Regions from separate parts of the Zea mays genome. Here regions 2, 3 and 4 are each linked to region 1. The links are chromatin contacts, called in public Hi-C maps. All regions are on one chromosome and are shown on one strand. Each heading gives the region's core, a stretch centred on a gene start, on an enhancer-like site or on the middle of the called end of the contact. The rest is flanking DNA. Distances are from core to core; before and after follow the strand shown. Region 1 holds the start of LOC542748 (Thioesterase family protein, mRNA). Region 2 holds the start of LOC100276648. Region 3 holds the start of LOC100382265 (RUBISCO activase1). Region 4 has its middle 13 kb from the start of LOC100285388.

What was found. Hi-C and Micro-C count contacts between places; a contact is called where the count stands out from the background.
Region 2: a contact with region 1 is called in a Hi-C map of ear, with 5 times the contacts expected there. The contact joins the promoter of LOC100276648 here to the promoter of LOC542748 in region 1. A contact is called at or near these places in 4 of 25 Hi-C or Micro-C datasets (ear, endosperm, root tip and 1 more).
Region 3: a contact with region 1 is called in a Hi-C map of tassel, with 2.8 times the contacts expected there. The contact joins the promoter of LOC100382265 here to the promoter of LOC542748 in region 1. A contact is called at or near these places in 2 of 25 Hi-C or Micro-C datasets (ear and tassel).
Region 4: a Hi-C map of ear shows a contact between it and region 1, with 2.2 times the contacts expected there. The contact joins the enhancer-like site here to the promoter of LOC542748 in region 1. A contact is called at or near these places in 2 of 25 Hi-C or Micro-C datasets (ear and tassel).

What each region holds. Positions count from the first base shown.
Region 1 is chr4:562,771-565,803 of Zm-B73-REFERENCE-NAM-5.0, forward strand. It overlaps LOC542748 (Thioesterase family protein, mRNA), which reads right to left and starts at 1,503. Exons shown (of 9, transcript NM_001112257.2): 1 at 1,314-1,503; 2 at 858-1,091; 3 at 636-714; 4 at 298-431; 5 at 82-180. The coding sequence starts at 1,397.
Region 2 is chr4:1,342,437-1,345,469 of Zm-B73-REFERENCE-NAM-5.0, forward strand. It overlaps LOC100276648, which reads left to right and starts at 1,399. Exons shown (of 5, transcript NM_001150385.2): 1 at 1,399-1,535; 2 at 1,641-1,715; 3 at 1,903-1,962; 4 at 2,120-2,260; 5 at 2,385-2,538. The coding sequence starts at 1,460. The coding sequence ends at 2,443.
Region 3 is chr4:1,221,732-1,224,764 of Zm-B73-REFERENCE-NAM-5.0, forward strand. LOC100382265 (RUBISCO activase1) reads left to right here and starts at 1,541. Exons shown (of 3, transcript NM_001175017.1): 1 at 1,541-1,658; 2 at 1,735-2,219; 3 at 2,305-3,033. The coding sequence starts at 1,608.
Region 4 is chr4:1,125,389-1,128,421 of Zm-B73-REFERENCE-NAM-5.0, forward strand. No RefSeq gene overlaps it. Among protein-coding and RNA genes, the nearest start is that of LOC100285388, 13 kb to the right of the region's middle. Within about 2 kb of position 1,478, at least 13 of the 20 cell types and tissues checked have an H3K27ac peak or open chromatin away from gene starts, as enhancers often do. A contact at or near this core is called in ear and tassel, where this site is marked.

The DNA of each region.
Region 1 (3,033 bases), core at 253-2,752:
GCAGCAAGGACAGTATGTATAGGCAAGTGAGGAAGAGCCGATGGAGTTATTCGAGGAGAATTTAAAAGAAGCACACAACACCTGCTTGACTTGATCATAACTGGCCAACTCAGCAGCATTGATGATAGCATTCCGCGCTACATTTGGTCCAAGGCCAGTCCACAGAGCGGCAACCCCTTCCTAAGGATGAGCCAAGCACATCACACATATAATAAGAGCCAAGCTCTAATTTTATTGATTGGTAGCAAAACAAAGAAAGCGAACGGTTAGCTGGGAGAAGAGCATGCCAGCACAGACCTGTCTAGCAATCTTGGAATAAGCATCCATTGCGCCAGTGTAGCGGCGTGGCACACCAGGCGCAAGCTTGCCCTCGGCCTGGAGCCTGACCTTGACAAGGTCAGTAGGGTTGGCGATGCTGATAGCGATGGCACCTTCAATTCAGAATAGAGTTTCTTAGTTTTGTAATCAGATTATATTACTCGTAATAGGTATTTAACATCCAATGCGGCACGTGCTAAATTTTAGTCCCTAGAACCAAACACCCCTAATAACGGATGAATGGAAGAAATAGTAGCTGAAGGTGAACACAACATGTTCGCAGGTCTGGGTGCCTAGCCATCCTATTCCTACCATACCAGTTGTGAAGCCGGCGGCTATCTTCTTGGACAAAGGGACATCCCCAACGTGGTCTTTGCCGACGTAGAAGGATTTGACCTGTAAGTTCAGGCAAGTGGTTGGTTGGACTGGCATTGGGAAATTAGTAGCAGTAGCACAGCAAGTGTTGGAGGAAACAAAATGCATCAGAAAGTTAATTAATGATATGCAGAGTAAATAGTTGACTGCGGTGAGGACCGTACAGGCTCGTAGAGGCCAATGCGGAGCCCCCCGTAGATGCACTGTCGGTGGAGGCCCGGGACGATGCCCTTCCAGAGCGCTGCGGCCCCTTCCTCCCTAGCGATGGTGGCGGCAGTTCCGAGCAGGCCGCGGTACTTGGGAAGCGCTGGCGCGGCGTCCCCGGAGGCGGCGGCGGCGACGACGTTCTTCTGCAGCTGGAGCCTGACCTTGGCCGTGTCGAGCGGGATGGTACATATCTGCGAGAAGATGCAGCAAATTAAAGGGGATAGGATGGGATGGGCGGCGTGATCCTGCCATCCCCCTTCTCTCTTGGGTCTCGGCGGCAAGGAAAAGGAGAAGGAAATGGAAGGAATCGAGTCAGATTTGGGGGCGATGGCGATCCAACAAGTGAAGCCGCGTGGGGAGATGGAAAACGGGTGGGAGTGGGAGGGAGGGAGATGGGTAGGTAGACGAGTTACCTCTGCGAAGCATGCTGCGATGGCGCTGGCCGTGAAGCGTCCGGCGAAGGAGATGTCGCCCTTGGAGCCGTGGTCCCCTGGCATGGCTGCTCCCTGCTGCTGGGCGAGGGGGAGGCAGCACTGCAGCAGCAAGCAAGCAGAGAAGGGAAAGGGTTGTGGCGGGGTGGTGGGCAGGAGAAAAGGCAAAAAGGAAAGGAGAGATCGGACGCCGGCGCCGGCGCCGGACGGAGATCAACGACACAAGGATGTCAACTATTTTTTTCTCCTCTATGATTGTCAATTTTCTTTTCGGCTATAATTTTTATTTAGATATTGCTTATTAATTGTTAGCTATATATTAGCTATAGATATTTAAAATCTACGTATAATTTTAGCAGCTAACTATTACATCTACGTGCTCCATGTTCTTGATTTACTCGTACAAACTACAGCGATTGTACTTATGGGAGAGGAGGGCAAGTGATAATTGATTATTTCGGCGGGCGTCATAACAGCAGTGCGTTCTTTGTGGCAGGATAACGGAGATGACTCAGGCGTGCATCAACACAGCTCAACGCCAACTAGTCGTGGAGGGAGTCGACATTAAGGCCCTTTTTCTATACAATGCAGCTTATAATTATATAAGTCTGGCTCCAGCAAGATTAGCTAAAGCAGTTTATTCGCTACATATAATGGATGCTGGCTTCCGGTACGTCTTCAGCAAGGGCTGCTATAGGCTCCTGTAAATTTAGTACACGCTGCCAGAGACGCCAAATATAAAGTTTGTCGGCCGTCCGCTATGCACTGTTGCTTACGTACGGTCACCCTCTGTAATACTCAAAATTGAATAAGAGGATTATATAGTAAATTCCTTATTTTGTGCGCCCTATTTACATCATGAAAAGAACATACCTATAATTAAGAGATGAACTAAAACAAAGTTTGTCGGCCATCCGCTATACACTCTGCTATGCATTGTTGCTTACGTACGGTCGCCCTCGCCGGTCAAGAACTGTTGCCTGTTTGGTTTTCGTATACGTCTTTGGTTTTCGTGTACGTCTGATAAAAAAAATATATGCAATATAAAGTTTACTTAGAAAACTTTCATGTTTTCTTTTCGGCTATAATTTTTATTTAGGTATTTTATACTATACTTAAAGCACTAGTTTCAATGGTCGTCCCGCGTCATTTTTTTAAAATAATCCCTCATAATTATTTTAAATTAATCTGTTGCACGTCTATAAATGGTCAAACGACGGCCCGACATGGGCCAGACGCCCGTGGGCTACAACTCTGGCTCAGGCACGTCATGCCGGCCTGCTGACTGTGTCGAGCCAGCCCGTTAGTTCGTCAGCCCATTTGATTAAATCAGCGTAAAATGTTAAAAAACGGTGCAGGAGTTGGGGTTCGAGCCCATGCGGAAGAAGTACGGGTGATACTAGGTGAAGTTGTCTAACCAGTAGAACATCATGCTTAAATATTTTTAATATTGAATATAAATTATATATATACGCTTTTTGTAAAATAAATATATATAATCGTGTCGGGCCAGGCCAGCACTATGAGCCGAGGCTACAGCCCAAGCACGGCACAGCGTTCTTGGCTCTTGCAAGCATTAGGTCGTTTCTGAGACCACATTAGCGCAATGGACTTCATGGTGTTTGAGGTTGCTGAATTGGATGGAGCAACAATGACTTGTCACGCTAACAGTAAAATGAAAGGTTATTTGTTGGTTTTAAAC
Region 2 (3,033 bases), core at 149-2,648, 780 kb after region 1:
GCTCTCTGCTGCGCGGTGTTCATCTTCTCGGGCTGGTGCCGTGGACGTCTCCCTCGGCTCCGGCAGCGGCTCTAGTATCTCCGTCCACCTCCCGCCGTGCAGGCCCGGACGTGGGCGGCGGAATTGGTTTTCTGGGACAGAACTTCGTGTTCGCTGAGCTGGTCTTCCCACGTAGACAATCTACGTGCTGTGAGTTACCCGTTGCCTCGCTTATTTTTTGAGTAATTTTGTGCAATTTGCTAGTATTATTTACTTGGGTGTGATTGCACAATTTGTGGGCGGATTTGATTGCTCGATGATGATAGCGGTGTAGTGAGACGACGTGACAGTCTGGGTTTTAGTGTGTTGTTATTTTCAGCATTGATATTATTTGTGCCTAGTTATTTCTTACTATTGTGCAAGCTGATTATTTAAGTTCATTATTGTTCCTTAATTCTTATGCACACTGTTTTGATCTTAATATTCATGCTTGATTTCTAGGCTCATAATATTTGTTCTAAAACCATGTTTTGGTAAGATAGGACTGTCACGTTAGTCGAGGATCTTTGATCACTTTTTAGCGTTGGAGGGCTGTCTATTGCAGCAACCCGCTATTTTGAGAGTAATATTTTAATATAAACAATCATGTTTATTTGTTTAATCTGCCTTCTTCATCTACTTGCCATGTTTAATTTGCAATTGGATTTGAGTAGCTATATTACATGTTTTCATGTCCTGGAATTGCTACTGTTCATTGCTGTTATAATTACATATGGCATTTATCTGAGTTATATGCTTGTTTTATTCGGAATTAGAATATTTAATTTATTTAAATATGTTGAAAGCATGTCACTTATTTCTCTAAATTTACAACAATGTATTTATAAAAGTCATACATAATTATAATTTAAAATGGAGGATTACTCAAGGAAAAGTACAAGAAAGTACCAAATTCATGTGACAACTATCTATATCTTATATTTTAATAAAAATAAAGGGTAAATTAATAATGTATGATTGAGAAGGCAAGAAAACAGTGTAGGGACGAAAGAACAATCACTTGGTCGAGAGTATGAAGCAGTTTGCAGTGGGATTTTCTTGCAAATTAGGAGCAAAGGGAGTTGGGGAATTAGGCCAAATGAGATAATAATAAATAAATAAAAATGGGAGATGACAGAAAAAGGACGAGAATTATTTGTTTTTTAAATATTAAGTGGTAAATGACGACAAATTGAAGGAATAAAAAAAAAGAAAGCATGATATAAGTGAGAGACAATATGGACCAAGGGACAAAAATGAAGAGGAGTGAAGGATCGTCTAGTCTCAATTGTTGGGCCATGCTTGCTTGAAGCCCAGAAGGGCAAAATGATCCAAAGCCTGAAAAAGTGGTATCCCACTGCATTATCCAGAACCGAAAAAAAAAACTCTGCGGAGATTGACCGACCACCACCACCGCCTGCGTTCCCGCGCCGCCACCGCCATGGCTGCCGCTGCCCCCCATGCATACTCCTCCCTCGTGCCTGTTTCGGCTGCGCGGCCTCTCTCCGGAAGCACAGGTGAGTCCGTTCGTCCCACCCTCGTCGCTCGAGTTAGAGATTTATTATTATATCAATCGGTTGTGAAACAGATAAATCTAACGCTCACTTCGCGATCTCTACTAGTTTCTTTCGGTGCTTCGTGCCACAAGTGGAGGAAGGTTCCGGCATGGCGACTCCACTGTGTTGCTGAAGACGAAGGTCAGTGTAGTGGCATCAGATCTGGAATTCTCAGAAATGGTTATCTTATCTCATGATTTCTTTAAGCACTTGGTTTTTTTAGAAGATAGTGGATTGAACATTGTTTCTTGAAATTTAGTTGTTTTTTTCCGTATACTTCTCCAAACAGGCCTGCTTGACTACATTATGTGCATATTGTGATTCTCAGCAGAGGAAGTCAAAGATTTTGGAGTCAATATGGCACTATCCATGCTAAAATTTTACAAACGTAAGTTCATTTGTAGTTTGCAGTCTGAGTTTTTTTTTCCTGCTTCATTCCTGGGATTTGAGAAATAATAATTAACATCACAATAATTGTGAACTTGCTTTTAAGAACAATCCCATTTCTATATAGATTAATCATCAGCCCTGCTTTGCGTGAACAGGAGAAATATCACCTTTACTACCTTCAAGCTGCCGATATGTACCAACTTGCAGTGAGTACTCTATGCAGGCGTACAAACGATATGGTGTTGTAAAGGGTTCCATCTTGACTGCTTGGCGCCTTTGCCGTTGTAATCCTCTTGGTATGTAGTTTTTTTTCTCTATGTGCTTAGTTATCTCTGTTGTTTGACATTTTTCATATATGTATAGATCTGTGTCACATAACATTTAATTTGTGGGACTTAGACCTCTCTGATTTATATGCAGGTGGATATGGGTATGATCCTCCAAAATGGTTTGGCGAGGAAGATGTACCTCTGCAATAGTAATGCCTAGTAATTGAAAGTACAGGCATTGTAATTCTTCAGATCCAGACTTGCAGCAGTTTTTATGTAATTTACTGAAACTAAACCCAGAAACACAAGGATAAAATTCTGCAATATCTATGCACCTCTGAAGGAGCATGTATTTTTTTTGTGTATGCCTGTATGGTTATTTTATCTAGTTCTCGTGCAATTCCTCCAAGGTGATTGTATGAGCGAAATTCATTTATTACCTACAATTAACATCCATAATTCACCATATTCGCCTGTGTATTCTAGTCCGAGGATCCAACTATTTTTTCTCCAAAGATACTGATGACCCAACTGTCTTTTGCTGCTTCTAAAATCCATAAGGGCTTGTTCGGTTAGTAATGGATTGAAGGGGATTGGTGAGGATATTTCGAGAAAAAAGGGGATTGGTGAGGATTAAATCCCTTTCTAGTCAAAATTGAGTAGAAGGGGATTTAATCCCCCTCAATTCTCTCCGATCCAGATGCAACCGAACAAGGCCTAAAGAATTTTTCAGTGAAACAGATAGATGTATGGTTGTAGCTTGTAACACTTGTTAGGACAGCTAAAGGACTAGCATCGAC
Region 3 (3,033 bases), core at 291-2,790, 660 kb after region 1:
TATAATATAGCGTCTCTATGCACTGTTCAATCACGCACGCCAACTTCTTTCATTCTCTCGTACGCTTGATCGGAAGCTCTAGAGCCATCGTCGTGAAAGCGTAGGAGACGTCCGCCTCTGGTGGTGGTAGCCATGGCACCAGAACGTATAGCCGCATGACAGCTCGTCGAAGTCGTTGGAGCTCTCGACGATGCTGAGCTCGACGGTCTCGCCTCCTTCCCTGTCCCCGCCCCTGTCGTAACCACCGCCGAGCTACGCGTCCGAGCCATGGGTAGTACAACGCATACGGCGTGGTCGAGAGGGAGTAGCCGAGGGACGGCGGGAGGTCGGTGGCTAGGGACGACGTTGGCAAGGTGGACCTCATGATGCTTGTCGACAATGGCGACGTCATCTACCTCGCCGAGCTCCTGGTGTTCCTCAACTACCTCAGCATGGAAATCGTGGACGCTTGGCTAGTGCTGGAGGAAATGTTTGATTAAGCATTATAGTCGATAGACATGAACGACGTAATGTATTTTTTAAAAAAGTCGGATAACTTTTTCCTTGTAGAATCACGAGTAGTAATGTAGGGTACAAAATGTAATTATTTTAATTAGTTCCTAGTTCATTTTTGCTAGGAGGGATTTTTATTGTCTGGTACATTAGTTTCCTAAATAATATGTAATAATATTATTTTCACAAAATAATCAATATATGGTGCATAGCGTATTTTAATTCTGCGACATATGAATAGTTTTATTTAAGCAACCAATAAAAATCCAATTTGTATTGCCAAATGTGGCACAATGTAGATATAGAGAGGACTGAATTTAGAGAATATTGCTGGAGATAACGAAAATATATATAGAGTACATAATGTTTTAGAATGTGTTGTAAAGGACAGGGAATATTCTTTTAGGGTTAGTTTGGAAATCTTATTTTCCTAAGTGATTTTTATTTTCCTAACGCCCTATTTGGATCATTGGAATTGAATTCCATTCTAATAATAGTAATTTAGGCATATATCAATTAAGATAATTCGATTTTATATAAAATATATTTGTATATTATTATTAGCAAGATGTCGGAGATATTTATGTGCTACATTTTTACTATAGAGGAGTGAGACAAAGAGTGTCATGTAAGTTACAGAGTAGAAACAAATTCTACTAATGCATAAAATCATTTCTCATCTTCCACCCATGAATTTAAGTTAAGTTTATATCTGAATTTTGTAAAGTGGTGTAATGTCAAATTCTAAACTAAATAAATTAGTTTATTGAGTGAATTCTAATTCCTCTAAAAATGAAGGGATCCAAACGCCCCGTAAGAGAAATTAATTTATTTTCTCTTGTAAAAATTAGAATCTCTCGAGAAAACGGTGTTGCTAAACTAGACTTTAGAGAATAAATTTTAGAAGATGTTGCGGGAGACAGCCAAAAAGGACGGGAAAGATCTAGAGCATGCATTCATGCATCCATCGATCTGCAACTGCAACTATATATAACCGCGTGCGGCGGCAGCTTGCAATTGCATTGTGTTGAATCCTCATCGATCGTCAGCTAATATAATAGCATATATATACTCCGATCTCAGAATTGAAGCTCCGATCCATCCGTCGACCACCTATGGCTGCCGCTGCAGCTTTCTCCTCCACTTCCGTCGTCGCTGCTCTCGCGGTAAGTACTCTACAGAGCTAGGCAGCTAGCTGGTAGTAAGATCGACGAGACAGAGTCACTGAAGATATGTATGCAGGCGAGCGGCTTCCTCGGCAAGAAGCTCGTCACCAGCATCATCATCAGGAATAAGAAGAAGGGGTACGACTCCCTGCATGGCGCCACGACCACCATCAGAGTCAGAGCCATGGCGGTGAACAAGGAGACGGAGCAGGACAGGTGGAGGGGCCTGGCCTTGGACACCTCGGACGACCAGCAGGACATCACCAGGGGGAAGGGCCGCGTGGACCCGCTGTTCCAGGCGCCCATGGGGGACGGCACCCACGTCGCCGTGCTCAGCTCCTACGACTACATCAGCCAGGGGCTCAGGCACTACAGCTTGGACAACATGATGGATGGCTACTACATCGCTCCCGCGTTCATGGACAAGCTCGTTGTCCACATCGCCAAGAACTTCATGCCCCTGCCAAACATCAAGGTGCCCCTCATCCTGGGTATCTGGGGAGGCAAGGGCCAAGGGAAGTCCTTCCAATGTGAGCTTGTCTTGGCCAAGATGGGAATCAAGTAAGAATTATTAATATAATATATTAAGAAGCTACATGCATGCCTAGCATACGTACATACTGAATAGAAATTTAATAATACTTAGCCCCATCGTTATGAGCGCCGGCGAGCTGGAGAGCGGCAACGCCGGCGAGCCTGCGAAGCTGATCCGCCAGCGCTACCGCGAGGCGGCCGACATGATCAAGAAGGGCAAGATGTGCGTGCTGTTCATCAACGACCTGGACGCCGGCGCGGGGCGGATGGGCGGCACGACGCAGTACACGGTGAACAACCAGATGGTGAACGCGACGCTGATGAACATCGCCGACAACCCCACCAACGTGCAGCTCCCGGGGATGTACAACAAGGAGGAGAACCCCCGCGTGCCCATCATCGTCACGGGCAACGACTTCTCGACGCTGTATGCGCCGCTGATCCGCGACGGGCGCATGGACAAGTTCTACTGGGCTCCCACCCGCGAGGACCGCGTGGGCGTGTGCAAGGGCATCTTCCGCAGCGACGGCGTCCCCGACGAGGACGTGGTGAGGCTGGTGGACGCCTTCCCGGGCCAGTCCATCGACTTCTTCGGCGCCCTCCGCGCCAGGGTGTACGACGACGAGGTGCGGCGGTGGGTGGCCGAGACCGGCGTGGAGAACATCGCCAGGAGGCTCGTCAACTCCAAGGAGGGCCCGCCCACGTTCGAGCAGCCGAGGATGACGCTGGACAAGCTCATGGAGTACGGGCGCATGCTGGTGGAGGAGCAGGAGAACGTGAAGCGCGTGCAGCTGGCAGACAAGTACCTCAGCGAGGCGGCGCTGGGCGACGCAAACGACGA
Region 4 (3,033 bases), core at 228-2,727, 560 kb after region 1:
GAAATATTACAGGCCCAGATAGAAGAAGAGAGGAGGGAACGACAGGAGATGGAGGCGAGGATGATAGCAGAGCGAGAGGCCCGCTTGGCAGACCAGCAGAGGATGGCGGAGATGTTCCAGTACATGCAGAGCCTTGGTGCCGCACATGGTTTTGCTCCACAACTTCTGTTGTTCCCTCCAGTTGACCCTGCTCAGTTCTACACTCCCGTGAGTATCAAAATTCTAGTCCTACATGATATATATTCATCTAGTATAACACATGTAATCTCTTATCTGTGTAGAGACAATCTGGGCGGCATCCAACAACCCTCATGATCGTCCAGCCCATCGCCGCACCAGTCCAACCACCCACCTCGCTGAGATACTTTGTGCACATGATCTTATCTTTGTTAGTGTTGTTAATACTTTGTGAGATAACTTGGTCTAAACTTGTTGATGTTGGTATTGCTTTGTGAGATACTTCAGACTTATGTTCTTGAGTGTTGGAGACTTATGTTTGGGTTCAAACTTGTTTGATTTATGAGATTTATGGTCTTTGTGAGATATGTGATGTATATGTGATTATTATGTGATATATGTGATGTATATATGATAATGTCTTTTGTTTGTTTGGATGGAATAGCAAAAACAAATAAAAAAGAGGTATTTTACCGAGTGTCAAGGTCATAGCAAACGACAAAGAAGGCACAACTGAGCACCGATAAAGCTTCTTTGCCAAGTGTTGTGTTGTTGGCACTCGACAAAGAAGCAAGATTTGCCGAGTGTCTCCTAGTGCACTTGGCAAAGGAACTGACGAAGGAGCCCACTGGTGATCCCTTTTCCGAGTGCTAGTCTGTCGGGCATAAGGCAAAGAAGTAATCTTTGTCGAGCGCCACCTAATACGCTCGGCAAAGGAACTGGTAAAGGGGCCCACCAGGGGCTTTTTGTCTAGTGTCAGTACGGTGGACACTCGGCAAAGAGTGGGCATGTGCTGAGTGCCGCTCGGCTGGCATTCGGCACAGGATCTGACACCGTCACTTGGCGTCGTGACGGCGACATTTTTTTGCCGAGTAACGAGTGGTACGCCGAGTGCCCGATAAAAAGTACTCGGCAAAAAAGCTGTTGCCGATGTATAGTTCACCGAGCCTTCTTTGCCGAGTGTTCGCCGATTGTTTTTCAGGCTTTGCCGAGTGCTTAAGACACTCGACAAAGCAGATGTTTCCGGTAGTAAATAATTAACACTTTAGATAAGAATATAATATGGGCTAATGTTTGTGCATATTTTTTTTACAGAGGGTGTATTACATCTCGTACGTCCAGATGGATCGATGGAGCTAGCTGAGCTGCGCACATGAACGATCATTCTCACGTTCCATCATATCATGCATCATGCTAGCTGCCTTGCTATTGTAAAGCAGCTTTCAGTTCAGAGTACACACGTACGTAGTCCTCCAGTATAGTAGTGTAGGGTCCATCTATAATATATATCGCTGTGGATCGGAGTACATGGTCACAGTGGTGACGGATGGATGTATGTATGCATGTGTGACAGAGGATGAGACAAGCAAGCAAGAATCTTTGCTGGCTCATGTGATATGATCCAGCCAGCAGCAGCTAGCACTCTGATCGATTAAGAAACTACAGCCGGCCAGTACGTACTGAATGCGATCGTCAGTAGTGTGCATGCAAAGCTATACATCAAACAGTGCATGCATGCTAGCTAGCTATATATATGTATCAACGAACGAATGGAAACAAACAACAGCGGGGCTGCAGATCGATCAATATCTACATGCCATGCCATCAGGCAAGCATCCACAGCACTAGCTAGCTATCTGAGAAGGAAGGAATCTCAGATCGATCAAAGGATGCATGCAGTCAGTCGTCGTCTTGCTTACTACGCAACAGCTAGCGCAGCAAGCAGAAGGGAATATATATTATGCATGCGCCGGCCTGTATGGTGACGTACGTACGTCAGTCACTGCTGCATAAACAGATCGAGCTAGCAGGTTAAATATTGTACTTATATATAGATTATTAGGCAATCAAGCACTATCACTCTAGCAGAAAGCAAGGACGACCAAAGGCAGCAGGTAATTAAGGACAACACAAGAGACAGAATTTCTTGAATGGATTAATGGATGTTTATAGTTCAGCTAGTGTCGCTGCAGATGATCAGCATCAATCAGTACATAAACATATATATATGTAGCTACCTATCTGTATAGCCAGTCACATGCATATGGAGGCATTCGATCGGGCAAAGTGACAAACACACATGGCACAAGCATCAGCTTTACTATTATGATCCCAGCGACTAGTTGCATTGCTAGCTAGATATATAGCAGTCCATATGCCTACATCGACCAAGCACGGCCAGACACTAATTAATAATAAGCATCTAGATGATCAACTTCATTCTCTATTGAATAGACCCTATCTGGGAGTGCTTACTGTGCAACCAGTGTATATATATCTATATATAAAGGAGTAGTAAAACAAATGGCTATGCCGGTAAATAAAATATTATGGAAGATCATTTGACCTCTACAAGTCAAGATATTTTCCTGCATCGTATTAAAAGAGGCGATTCGAACAAAAGTGATAATTAATTTGTGTTAGACACTATCGGAAACAGCTGCTTTGACGAGTGTCTAAAGCACTCGGCAAAGCCTGGAAAACACTCGACGAAGCCTTTGCCGAGTGTGACACTCGGCAAACAAGTCAAGATATTTTCCTGCATCGTATTAAAAGAGGCGATTCGAACAAAAGTGATAATTAATTTGTGTTAGACACTATCGGAAACAGCTGCTTTGACGAGTGTCTAAAGCACTCGGCAAAGCCTGGAAAACACTCGACGAAGCCTTTGCCGAGTGTGACACTTGGCAAATAAGTCTCGGTGAACTGTACATTGGCAACGACTTTTTTGCCAAGTACTTTTTGTCGGGCACTCGGCAAACTACGTGGCGTGGTTCTCGGCAAAGAAAAGTCGCCGTCACGGCGACAGAGACTTTTCCGAATACCATCGTGACACTCTGCAAAGGCTCACTCTTT